4 separate regions of the Mus musculus genome follow, and regions 2, 3 and 4 are each linked to region 1. A link is a contact called in public ChIA-PET and promoter capture Hi-C data. All regions are on one chromosome and are shown on one strand. Each heading gives the region's core, a stretch centred on a gene start, on an enhancer-like site or on the middle of the called end of the contact. The rest is flanking DNA. Distances are from core to core; before and after follow the strand shown.

The links. Promoter capture Hi-C pulls out the DNA fragments that hold promoters and counts their contacts. ChIA-PET counts read pairs in DNA pulled down with a chosen protein or histone mark.
Region 2: an RNA polymerase II ChIA-PET map of memory CD8 T cells shows a contact between it and region 1, with 15 read pairs. The contact joins the promoter of F2r here to the promoter of Poc5 in region 1. A contact is called at or near these places in 2 of 39 promoter capture datasets (hippocampal neurons and liver) and 1 of 115 datasets of contacts at active chromatin or transcription factors (memory CD8 T cells).
Region 3: a contact with region 1 is called in a promoter capture Hi-C map of liver, with 3 times the contacts expected there. The contact joins the promoter of F2rl2 here to the promoter of Poc5 in region 1. A contact is called at or near these places in 1 of 39 promoter capture datasets (liver) and 1 of 115 datasets of contacts at active chromatin or transcription factors (embryonic stem cells).
Region 4: a contact with region 1 is called in a promoter capture Hi-C map of cranial neural crest. The contact joins the promoter of Gcnt4 here to the promoter of Poc5 in region 1.

What each region holds. Positions count from the first base shown.
Region 1 is chr13:96,386,711-96,389,747 of GRCm38.p6, forward strand. Poc5 (POC5 centriolar protein) reads left to right here and starts at 1,584. Exons shown (of 13, transcript NM_026173.3): 1 at 1,584-1,821.
Region 2 is chr13:95,616,835-95,619,871 of GRCm38.p6, forward strand. F2r (coagulation factor II (thrombin) receptor) reads right to left here and starts at 1,632. Exons shown (of 2, transcript NM_010169.4): 1 at 1,453-1,632. The coding sequence starts at 1,540.
Region 3 is chr13:95,695,416-95,698,452 of GRCm38.p6, forward strand. F2rl2 (coagulation factor II (thrombin) receptor-like 2) reads left to right here and starts at 1,505. Exons shown (of 2, transcript NM_010170.4): 1 at 1,505-1,712. The coding sequence starts at 1,649. All of the region lies in intron 13 of Iqgap2 (IQ motif containing GTPase activating protein 2), which reads right to left.
Region 4 is chr13:96,923,301-96,926,337 of GRCm38.p6, forward strand. Gcnt4 (glucosaminyl (N-acetyl) transferase 4, core 2 (beta-1,6-N-acetylglucosaminyltransferase)) reads left to right here and starts at 1,413. Exons shown (of 3, transcript NM_001166065.2): 1 at 1,413-1,648.

The DNA of each region.
Region 1 (3,037 bases), core at 334-2,833:
TACTTGGCCTGTCACATGGGTTGGTTGTTCTGGGGGACACCTTGGCAGGGCCCGTTGAAATGCTCCCTTCCACCACCCCTGCCACCACCTCTGCCACCACCACCCCTGCTCCTTTTATAAAACACAACAGGGTCACCATGTAGTATTCAACTGAACAACAATTATTAGAACGAAGTATAAAATTATTTCTAGTGGTAGTAATTTGTCTTTTAAAATAAGCTTAGGGGAGGAAATCAACACAGCTAATGCCAACAAAAATTTTTTGTGATCTTCTTCGTTATCATTCAAATATAAGAGCCAGTGAAATGGCTCAATGGGTAAAAGCACTTACCACCAAGCCTTATGACCTGCGTTCAACCCCCAAGTCAGGTCACACGTGGTGAAAATAGAGACTATTTCCCCTCACCACACACACACACACACACACACACACACACACACACACAGAGAGAGAGAGAGAGAGAGAGAGAGAGAGAGAGAGAGAGAGCATAACTTTTAAAAGATAATAAAAGTCTAACTCTTGACAAACAGAAGTAGGTGAGGCTGCAGCTGTGCCACTTCCGTATACAGAAAAAAGAAAGTGACATCATGTAGGTTACAAAAGGGGTGGGGGGGATCGAACAGATTATTCTTTTCTAGTCTGGGGTCCGAAATGTCTGTTTTAATATATTAACTCATTTTATCTCCCTAGACCGTATTATGTGGGTAGCATTACCGAAGGTGTTAATGAGTACTTACTAAAGCCAAGTTTTAAGTTGTAATTGTGTTCTGTCTTTTAAGGTCGCGATATTCCACCAAAAGTTTCTGTTTGCAGCTTACAGCAGTTAGGTCATCAGTAAAACTTAGGCTGGTTAGACTCAGTCATGTTGGTTTAAAGTAGCTGCCAAGGGCTACTTTGGGAATTATCTGTTGGGTCTGTGATAGTAAACAATTTTACAGTATTAAATTACGTTGCTATGGATTTAGAAGTGAATTACACTGGATTCTCCCTGTTTAGCCTTCTGTATTTTATTTTAGCTGAGATGTCACCAAAGTTAGGATCTATGTTTAAATTTTTGAATACCCCACACAGAATAAACCAAGGGAAATGCCCTGGAGTTGCAAGTCAAAAACAAACAAACAAGCAAACAAAAAACAAAAAACTTAGGCTGGCAGTTTGTTATACCCTCATCCTCATAATTACATTATTCGTTAAACTCCCTAACCCAAAACTAAAGAAATCAATAGAGGGCATCGGACATTTGTGTTTTTAAGAGAGCAGCTGCCGGGCCAGTGGCCTTGCGGCCTGTTATCTGTGCATGAAACGAAATCTCGAGGCTTTATGCCTATGTCATCCTCATTGTTGAAAATAAACAGCACTCAGCTTTCACAGATTTGCGAAGATAATTAAATTTGTCTGCAGTGCCGCCCCGTAGTAGTCCTCAGGCACAGAGCAGCACCGAGCATGCGCTCTGTTCTGGGAACTCTGGGCCGGCTTTTGCCTGTAAATCTCCTACTTCCGGCTTGTCCCGCGGAGATACCTTGGGCTCCGCCCACTTACCACGGACCAATCAAGTTTAAGATTGCTGAAGCTGTGGACCAATAGTTAGGGCTGTCTTTCATCAGGGCCCTCAGTTTGAAACTGTCAAGTGGCTGCTAGGGGAGCCGCTGTGCTTGCTTTGGTTGCGGCGGCGACGCCGTCTGTCGCAGCGAGTCAGGAGCCGAGGTTTCGCCGAGACGGTGGATCCCGGTGGCGGCGCCCAGGCCGGTTCCTCCCTGGCAGGATTGGGAGCATCGTCCCTGGAGGTGCCAGAAAGAGAAGACACAAGTGATGCGAACTAAGTAGGTCCTGTTCTTTAGGACGTGGGGACATAGCCAAACAGAACGTTGTTTTTTATTAAGAAAGAATTAGATTTAAATGGGGCCGGATTGGAGGATGGTGAAAGAAAACTTGGAAGGGCCTGGTGCTCGCCCTCTCTTTGCGTGCAGTTAAGACGGGAGAAGTCACCTTGCGGCCAGCTACACGTTGGTTCGTTCTCCGCCTCTTAGAGATTGCGTTTGAATTCCCCGAGTCCGCTTTTCAGTTAAGTTGTACCAGTAGCAAAGAGAAGCATTCAAAGTATCTTGTGGTTTCAGCTTAGGTTAAAGAGTGCCGAGAATGTAGTGGAATGGTGCGTGTCACCCTCTAAAGCACCATTCTTCTGAACCCAGAAACTGAAGAAATGCTACTGTTTTCGTCTCACGTTATTTCTCCTGCCTGTTTGCAAAGAGCAGGGATAAATGGCAGATAACGTATTTTCCAAAAGTCCGATCGCTTTCTGACCGCAATATGTTTTTAAGAAACAATTTTGGCGTCTGATCATACCAGCTCATTTGTTACTAAAATAATCCACAATTCCCAACTCTGGTTGCCTACCAGGTCTGCAAACAAGTCATAAGGGAAAATGTAATTAAAATTAAAACGGATCAAATTACCACAGTGGTTGATTTGAGACTAGTGAAGTGTTCATTCTTCGATGCAGATCCATGCCTATTTTATCTTCCCTGCATGGCTTAATGAAAGACAGTCACAGCTCAGACTTAGTTTACTTATCCTCTGGAACCATACCAATGCTGAATAAAAGAGAAATTCCCTTTGCACAATTCTGGCTGCACCCTGGCTTTCTATTCTGTGGTTTTCCCTGCATCTCTCCCTTCTTCTTCAGTGTCTTTATCTCAATTGTTTTCTTAGCAAACTATAATTGAGGCCTGCTCCAGGGGCAGCTGAAACTGTCACGGGTGTCAAGGCAGCCTCCTGATCTGCATGCTGGGGGCCTTCCTTGCCCCCTTCTGGCCAGTGACCCTCATACTGCTCTCCACACAATTCCGGTGTTCTGGCTGCCTCCCATCTTTCTCCTGACACTTCACTGTTCCTTAAAAGCTAGCAGTTTTAGGTTCCTCTTCTCAGAGCAGTCCTCTGTTAGGATTATGAACTCCTTTGAAATCATGTTTGAATCTAAAAATCCTTCTAGAAAATACATATGTTTATATTCTAAAAGTGTGTGCAGTTGTGTTTGGT
Region 2 (3,037 bases), core at 382-2,881, 770 kb before region 1:
CACAGTTACCCACAGCCATTCTCTCTTTATGCAGCGGTAAGGAGAAGCAGATTTGTTTTTGGCTGAGTTTGTGAGTTCACTTATTGTCTGTACCCAATGTAGGGGGACCACTCCTATAACTCCCCCCCCCCCTCAAGGCAGGCCACTCAATCTCTCTGGGCCTTATTTTTAGAATCAGAGAAAGGGGATAAATGTCTCCTTATCATACCTATGATCTGTGCTGGCCACATCTCATAGTCTATATTTTAAAAGGCCTGTCCCAAAATAAAAGCGAGGAAGTAACCTAAAGTTATGTGAGCTCGCACCTCCATGTACACTTTGGATCGTCCTCCCCCTCACGGCTGCTGATGATTAAGGTCTAAGGTCGGCTACCCAAACACAGGCAGGCTGGTTAGCTGCTGCTCGGCGTGGGGGCCCTCTGTGGGGCTCTGAGTTTTCCCATGAGCACCACTCAAGCTCACACTGAAGAAAGACAGACAACAGGAAACACCCCACTCTTTGTCACCTCCTAATCCTTACATGTGGGAGCACCGAAGTGCACATTCTTTCAGAGATAACAAAAACTGAAGAAAACCCACTAGATTTTCTTCAGCGTGAAAGGAACGGCTAAAGGTGTCCCTACTAAGAAAGTCGAAACAATTGGGAACTTTACAGGCTACGCCTCTGCTTTGGAGAAAAGAGAAAATATTTGACGAAATAAGTCGACCAAACTAATTTATTTGGTCAAACTGGCAGATATTTAAAAATACACTGTAAGTAACGAATGTCCTTGCGGCAGATGAGAAATTCCATTGAAAAAAACTAAGACTAGATAATTTCTAGGTGCGCCTGATTCTGAAGAGGGGTCCCTTTTCTCCATGCAGAGAAACAGGTTTCCGATAACAAAGACCTACTCCACTCCCTGCAACCAGAAACCTTCATCACCTCCTGGGTACCAGGCCAAGCTGGGGGCTGTCCGGTCTTTATTGTGTGACTGTGAATTTTTTCTTTCACATCGCTTTTCCCTCCTTGTAAATCAAACGAGAAAACGAGTTTCCATCAAAGCAAAAACTTGAGGAGAGTGGTTCCACTGCACACCGAAAGCCCAGAATCACAAGACCCTTTCTTTCTGAAGGTGGTCTTGTAAAACAGGCCACACAATGACAATTAAAGCGACTGTGGAGACCGTTCCGCGGACCCTCGGGCCCCTCTCCGGATCCAACACCCGGTGGCCCGCGGACTGCACCCTCCAAAACCGAGTCCAAAAGAGCATCGGCCGTGCGGGGAGTGGGGAGGATATGGTGCGCCCCACATGGATGTGACTAGGGGAACCTCTAGATCTCGGCCCAAATGACTGTTTGGCTCCTGGGGGAAACTGAGGCAGGGTTGCAGCCAGGAGCACCCCCTCACGGAGCTGGCGCAACCTAAAACTTCTGATAGCTTCCCCCATGCTCACCCACCCGCAGCTCTTACCTGGCTGGCTCATAGGGACGCGGGAAGACAGCAAGGGACCGCACAGGCTGAGGCCGAGGGCGACGATCAGCAAGCGCCGGGGCCCCATTGTCCCAAGGCTGCCCGCGCGGCCCGGCGCCCGCCGTCGCCTACTTCTTTCTGAGTAGCTCGGTCGGAGCCTGCGGGTGACTAGAGGCGACTGCGCGGCCCCTGGGTGAGTATTTGGAGGCGGTTCAGGGGCGTGGGGCGGGGCTCCGCGGGCTGTGCGCGTGCCCGCAGTCTCCGCTCGTGCCCGCAGCCCCTCGCTCCGGAACCCAAGCGGCAGACCGCACCAGATGCTCGCTCCTCCCCAGTCTCCCCTTGTCCCACCCGGTGTGGTTGAGCTGCAAGCCTGGGAGTGACTCAGCCCCTCGGGGTCTTCGGAGAGCGCCTGCGGCCGCTTCAATGACTCTCCTGGGACGTGGAGCAAGGGAAGCGAAGCTAGACGGGGACAGTCCCGTGGTGGTGCTCCAAGTCTCTTCTCCTCCCCGGCGTCTGGCTGCACACAAGTTTGGAGTTTAGCTAAAAGTTGGCTACTGACTTCTGTCCGTCCGTCCCCGTCCCCCGTCCCCCGTCCCCCCGTCCCCCCCGCCCCCCTGCAGTGACAAGGGTGTCCCCAGATATGTGGACAGAGTGCTTGACATTTCTCGAAATTCTTTTATTTTGCGAGCTTAGATGGATCACGTTGAGCCTTTGATCTTCCACACACGAGTGGAAGTGGACCAGGTATCCAGGCGCTGATTCACCAAGCTCTTGCTTACCGAACTCTGCCTCCCCTGGTGACCCAAGCCAGAGCCTCAGCCACAGGCCCCAACGCCCAGGGCTTTCTCACCAGAAAGATGTTGGGTGGGAAGAGGAGGGGTAGCACTGAGGAATTTTAAAGGGTCCTTCCCAGGTCCTTATGGTTTGTGCTTGACTACATTTCAGCGTTAGATATCAAAAGAAGGGGGGGGGTCATGGCTGAGGCCTAGCGAGAGGGAGCCCCAGCTTATTTTGTTTAGAAAGAGTCTAGTGAGGAAGACACCCCGGAAATTAATCCTGGTCCTCTACCCAGTTTCTGAAAGAGCCAGCTCACAGCTTAGCGCTCTGAAGTGCTGTGATTGTCTTAGGGTTTCTATTGCTGCCATGAAACACCACGACAAAAAGGCAGGTTGGAGAGGAAAGGGTTTATTTGGATTATATTTCCATATAAGTGTTCATCGGTAAAGGAAGTCAGGACAGGAACTCAAAACAAGGCAGGACCCTGGAGGCAGGAGCTGAAGCAGAGGCCATGGAGGGGTGCCGCTTACTGGCTTGCTGTTCACGCTTGCTCAGCCTGCTTTCTTACAGAGCTCAGGACCATTAGCCCAGGGATAGTACCACCTACAATGGGCTGGACCTTTCCCCATCAATCACTAATTAAGAAAATGCGGAATCCCAACATTTGGATCAATGCAGAAAACAAGATCAGAGGCCATCTCCTCCCCTTACCCTCAGAGCTGCCTCACAATCTTCCTAAGTTGCTCTGTCAGTTGTGCAATCACCCAGCTAGACAATGCCATGTAAAATCCTTCCCACTGGAATCTTT
Region 3 (3,037 bases), core at 255-2,754, 690 kb before region 1:
CGTCTGTCAAGCGCTGGGGTCATAAATAAGTACTATCACCCTCAGGTGAAATTTAGAAACAATCTAATCCCTCTGATACAATTTGAACTTCTTAAATATTTGCCAGGCCTGAGGATGTAACTCTGTTGATAGAGTCCTAGAAGCCCTGGGTTTAGTGTCCAGCTCCACAGATCCCAGCAGCCCAGAGGCAGCAGGAGGTGGCCCAGGAGCTCAACTGCATCCTGAGTTCAAGGCAAGCCAGACTATATGAAACTCTGTCTCAAAGAACAAAATAACAAAATAAAAGATGGAGGAGGGAGGGTGTATTCGCTTCTCATGATTAATTCAGTTTATAACTATGTGATCAGTTTAGGAACTAAAATTTGAAATAAAGCACAATTTCATTTTGATTTTTGAAAAAGAAATTTCATGTTATATTTTGATCGCTTTTCCCTCTCCTCAACTTCCAGATCCTTCCTACCTCCCTAACGCCATACCCTTTCTGTCTATATTTAAACAAATAATAAAAACAGAAACAAGAAATGCATACACCAAAGCCCACAAAAGCATAACAAAATGGAAACCCAAATATACAAACAAAAAGACCATTAAGGCAGAAAAAAAAGAAAAAACAAACAAACAAACAAACAAACAAACAAACAAAGCAGTAGGAGATGAAAAGTCTGCAAAAATCCCACTGAATTTTCTTTGTGTTAGCCAACCACTCCTGGGTGTAGGGCCTACCTTGACATGTGCCTAGGGCATCCAGGAGATTCCATTGGAGGAAACCACTCTTTCCTTTGCCAGTGGGTATCAACTGCAGAACTTTCTGGGTTAGTGGTGGGAGCCCCAGTCCCCTTCCCCTCTCAGCTCTGGGACCCTCCTTGGCTTGAACCTGTGCAGGCCTTGTGCATGCTGCCTTCTCTGTGAGTTCATATGTGCACCAGTCCTGATTTATCCGGAAGACACTGTTTCCATGGAGCTATCGATCCCTTTTGGCTCTTAACAATCTTTTTGCCTTCTCTTCCGCATAGATCCCTGAGCCTTGAGGGGAGGGGCTTGATGAAGACATTGCATGTAGGCCTGTGCGCTCCAAAGCCTCTCACGCTCTACACACCATGGAACTCTGTGTTTGTTCCCATTTACGGTAAGAAGAGGCCGTTCTGACCATGGCGGAGTGAATGTCTGACTGTTACACAGGAGTGTAATGTCTGACTGTTCTTGTGTTAAATAGAAGGCGTAACTCTGGAGCTAGGGTTTTGGCATAGGGAATAGAACCGGGGCAGTGGAATTGATTCAAAGCTAATTGCTTCCCAGCACCTGTTCTCAGCTTTGTTTTGCAAGGGACTCTGCAGTCTCTGCCATTATTCCAAGCCCCTGGGAGAACTACAGCACTGGTTCTAAATGAAATAATGGAGGGGGTGAGGAAGAGATAAAAGGGATATGGCAACTCCTCCAGAGAGGCTCAGCCTGAGTCATGCACACAGACAGAAACATCAAGTGGCCACATCCTTTCTCTGTAGAGGCAAGGACGAGTCCCTGCCCACACAGTCCAGGCTGGCAGAGTTCTCAGCTTTCCACTTGCTGCTCATACATGGAGCTGAGGGGAATCTACGCTGTGACTTTGTATACTTAACAACATCCTGTAACCGGGTCTCAGGACATCAAGATGAAAATCCTTATCTTGGTTGCAGCTGGGCTGCTGTTTCTGCCAGTCACTGTTTGCCAAAGTGGTAAGTCCCCTTCTTGTGGTCTAGCATGGGGGTGAGAGAGTGGTGAGTGGATGGTTTCTGCTGTCAGAGTCAAATGCCCTAATTTTCTTGTTAACTCCTAGAAACTGTGAACCCAAAGACACAATTTGATCTGGTTTTAGCCTGGGGTAATATAGCGTGGAAATATTCAAGCTTGTTCCCAAGTCAAACCTTGTCAAAGACCAAGCGTTCTTCTCTACTAGTAGTGTCTCTACATTTGTGACAGAGTCAAGACTTTATGATTAAGTCAAAAACCACTTTTTTTTTGGCGTGAGAAGTGTTTGTATGTGTACAATGTTCAGATGTAGAAAAGATTGCACTTTTTCAAGGCATTAAAAAAATCTTTTCAAATTTCTAAATATTATAATTTCTGTTGAGGCACCGGTGGGAAAAAAAATACTGCCAGGAAAAGTAATTTGGTTTCAGCAGCCAGTGACATTAATCAGGGATGTGACGTGTTTCCAAGGTGAAATACCGTCTTTTCTTAATGTTTCAGAACCAAGGAGTTCTCTCTGTCCCTCACATATATATGTATATATGTCTGTGTGTATATATGTCTATACGGATATGTCTGTATACGATGTTTAGGCATAATTTGGTTATGTATAATTTTAGAAATAAGCTTTCCCAAATATAATTATTTCACTTTGAACATGTCTTCTATTGTGGTAGCTTATATAACTTCCTCATTGTTCTGAAATGAACTACTTTGAGACAGGATTGTATGCAGGACTCTGTCAGGCCACAGGGCAATCAATTAGGAGGAGGAACTGGGAAGAAACCAACTTAAACAAAAGGCAGCCGTCTGCAAAAGGAACGATCCTTAAATTGAGTTCCCTGCTTAAGGGGACCCATGGCAGGGGCGGTACAAGCACGGGTTGGCTAGGTTTATGGTTTCTCTGAGAGGAGAAGCCACAAAGCTGAGCCATGGTTGCAAGGAAATGAGTTATGAGAGGGAGTTCCTTCCTGATGCTAGCCTGCTTGGGAGACTGAGAAGTGAGACTTAAGGAGAGGTGGGACAGTGGGTTCGAAGTCTGCCTTGGAGAGATGTGAGGTGGGGTGTGTGTGGCTGAGGGCCATTCTCTTTGGATTAGACTCTCTGAAGCCTTCTCCCAGGCGGGGAGCATTTCAGAAACACTGCACCAAATGGAAACCAAAAAAAAAAATCCTAGTCAGTTGCGTGTCGTTTTATAAATAACATTGAACAAGGAGCACGATTCTGAAGGAAAGACAGTTTCTAACGAATAGAAGATCTAGGGGGTGCCCGATCTGAAATATTCGGGGAGCAGTCTCCTTTCTGTGTGTTT
Region 4 (3,037 bases), core at 163-2,662, 540 kb after region 1:
CCTGGTTGTGTCAGAATTCCTCCAAGTCAAGCTGTCTCTGGGATCTTGTGATTCTGGGATCTTGCGATCCTGAGATCCTGGGTGTGTCCGAGATCCTGGGTGTGTCCGAGCTCTGGTAGTCAAGCTGCCTTTGGGACCTTGAGATCCTAGTGTGACCAAACTCCTGGGATCCTGGGATCCTCTGATCCTGGGTGAGTTAGAGTGCCTAAGAGTGGAGCTGCCACTGGCTGCTGTGGGGCTGGCTGCAGAGTTTGAGCCCAAGGACGCCAACCCAGACAGACCAGAAGGAACCCATGCCACTGGTCTGGCGGAGTTCCTGGGTGTGTCCGAGATCCTGGGTGTGTCCGAGCTCTGGTAGTCAAGCTGCCTTTGGGACCTTGAGATCCTAGTGTGACCAAACTCCTGGGATCCTGGGATCCTCTGATCCTGGGTGAGTTAGAGTGCCTAAGAGTGGAGCTGCCACTGGCTGCTGTGGGGCTGGCTGCAGAGTTTGAGCCCAAGGACGCCAACCCAGACAGACCAGAAGGAACCCATGCCACTGGTCTGGCGGAGTTCCTGGGTGCCTGGGTCCCGCTGGTCTCAGTTACTCCGGGTGTTGGGGACAGATGTTGTGTCCTCACCTCTGATCCGCCTACCTCTGATCCTCTGATCCTGGGACTTGCACACTTTTTAAAGCCAATGTAGGGAAACTGGAGCTCTCGGCTGAGATAGTCCGACACTTCGGAATTGACTGAATCTGGATTCTGAGTCCTACCCAGCTTCTCACCAGCCCGCCAAGCATGCCGCAGCCTCAGTCCATTTTAAAGATGGAACAGTAAAGAACAAGCCAATTGCGACTGTCTTGCTTAGTGCTACTCTTGTTCTGCGGGCAGATTCCAGGAAGTCTCCCTCTGACACCCCACTAGGAAGGCCCTTTGGGGTGAATCACTTACACACCTACAGTGCCTGCTTTACAATGTAAGCAAACACACAAGGCCCCTTAACAAGGACCCTGGGAGTCATGCTGCCCAGTTGGTTTAATGGGCGTGTACCTTTTTTCCAGCAGTCTTTCTGAGAACTCCAACCCGGCCGGATGCAGCATCACCCTCTTTCTCACCCCCCGCCGGAGGGGAAAGAGGAAGCGTATTCCGCATGTAGGCACTGATTAAAACACAACTTTGTACCCTAATTAGTCTGCAACACTCCACCTTCCCACTCCGCTGATAACGCCTGGCTAGGCAGCGCTGGCCGATGCTGGCCTCGCCCTGGAGAGCCCGCTGCATCCGACCAAGGGCGAGTCCTGCCGCCCCGGAGCCCAGAGTGGAATAGCAGACGTGAGTTGCTTTGTCACCGCCCTCTCCGGGACTTTGGACAAATCACTTAGCAATCCTTTCTGCCCACGCCTAGTTGTGTCTTGCGGGAGGGACAGCTGCAGAGAAGCGGGTAGCCCGGCCGGAGAGCCGCGCCAGGAAACTTCGGTCCCCAGTGCGGTGCGGGGACCCCCTGCGGGAGCACGGTGGCGAGCCCCTCTCTTCTCCCGCGTCACCTGGGGCCTCGGCGTTACCCCACTCCCTGCCGAGGGAGAGCGACTTCGGGGCAGTGCGTGTGGCCCGGAGCACCGGGGTGGCGCAGCAGCGGGGACCTTGCGCCCGGGGGTCTCAGCTCCCCGGTAGGTCGGCTTGGCCACGTAGGCAAGCGAGGGGCTTTGGGTGGCCGCGTGCGACCCCTCTCCCGCCCGCTACTTTCGCTTTCCTTCGGGGGAAACTTGCACGCCGCGGCGGGGGCGGCACGACCCGGGACTAACTGGATCTAGGCTTCTTGGCGGCGGAGCTCACGGGTCCCCCGGAGGTGGAGAGGACGGCGGGGCGACCGCAGTGAGCGTCCAGCAGATGCCGCAGCTTCGCAACCGTGAGTGGTACCCCGCGAAGTTCCCGGGGCCCGCGTGGGAGCCCTCCCGGGCTTCGGCTCCACGCGGGATTTCTCCAGAGAGTGGCGGGGACAGAGGTCCTGGGAGAATCAAGCTTCAGGTTGAGTGTGTCCCAGCCCGTGGCCTCTGCAGGGACGAGCTTCCTGCGTTTTAAGGTCAAGTTTTCCTGCCGCAGAGCCCGCCAGAAACTGTCCCCCGCTGTGAAGCGGCGGCGTCTCCCCTGAAGGCTGGGAACCGCCGGGGAATCCCAGCCCAAGGGAAGAGACTTAAGAAACCCCTTGTACGTGGGTGTGCCTCCAAGGTGAGCGCAGTGTGAGAATGAAAGCGTCGAGGTCCAGGTAGGGCTTGGAAATCCCGAGGGTTGTTCCTGTGCTGGGCAAGTGGAGGGGATGATACCAGTGTGGGGGCACATACCCCACAGCTTTTTTTTAACCTTTAAAACTTAAGAGCAATAAACAAGAAGAGTAAATGAGCTGGAATAATATTGAGTCTCTTGTATGACTGAGAGTCAGTGAAATCGCCTTTTAAAAATCTTGTACCCATAAAACATGCCCTTGTTATTTATTAAGCCTAAATCTAGCAACTAATAGTCTGTCTTGGCAGCTTTCGTTACTAGTGCCTGGAATAAGCAAGGTCTTTAAGTGAGCTACTGAGGCAAACTGTCTGTATTGCACTTTATAAGTATCCAGATCTCTGAGAAATGCTGAGCTTGAGTGTTACTGTATTAGAGAGATGGACAGAGGTGTGTGGCACAGGGAAGACCGGATAGAGAGCTAGCTCTCTTGGGAAGGTGTGCATACTCTTGCCTTTGAGAGGCCAGGTTTAGAGTCATTTGGTAAACCCTGCATATGCATATGCAATAAGGCCAGATGAAAACAGTTCCGGAATAAACTCCTCTCGCAGAAGGGGCTGGGGAGGCTGTATGTGACACTGCCTTTTCTACCCTGACCGAGGAGACACAGGTGATGTGAATGACCTGGTTCCCTGGGGCTTATCATTAGCACTACACAGTGTGAGTTCCGCTGAGTAAGCTGCAGAGATTTTCCTTAGATTTGTGCAGCAGGAACAACACCTGGAGACAATAAAATTGAGCAACCCGGAGTCCAAAAGTCAGCTGGCCAAACCAAGGTG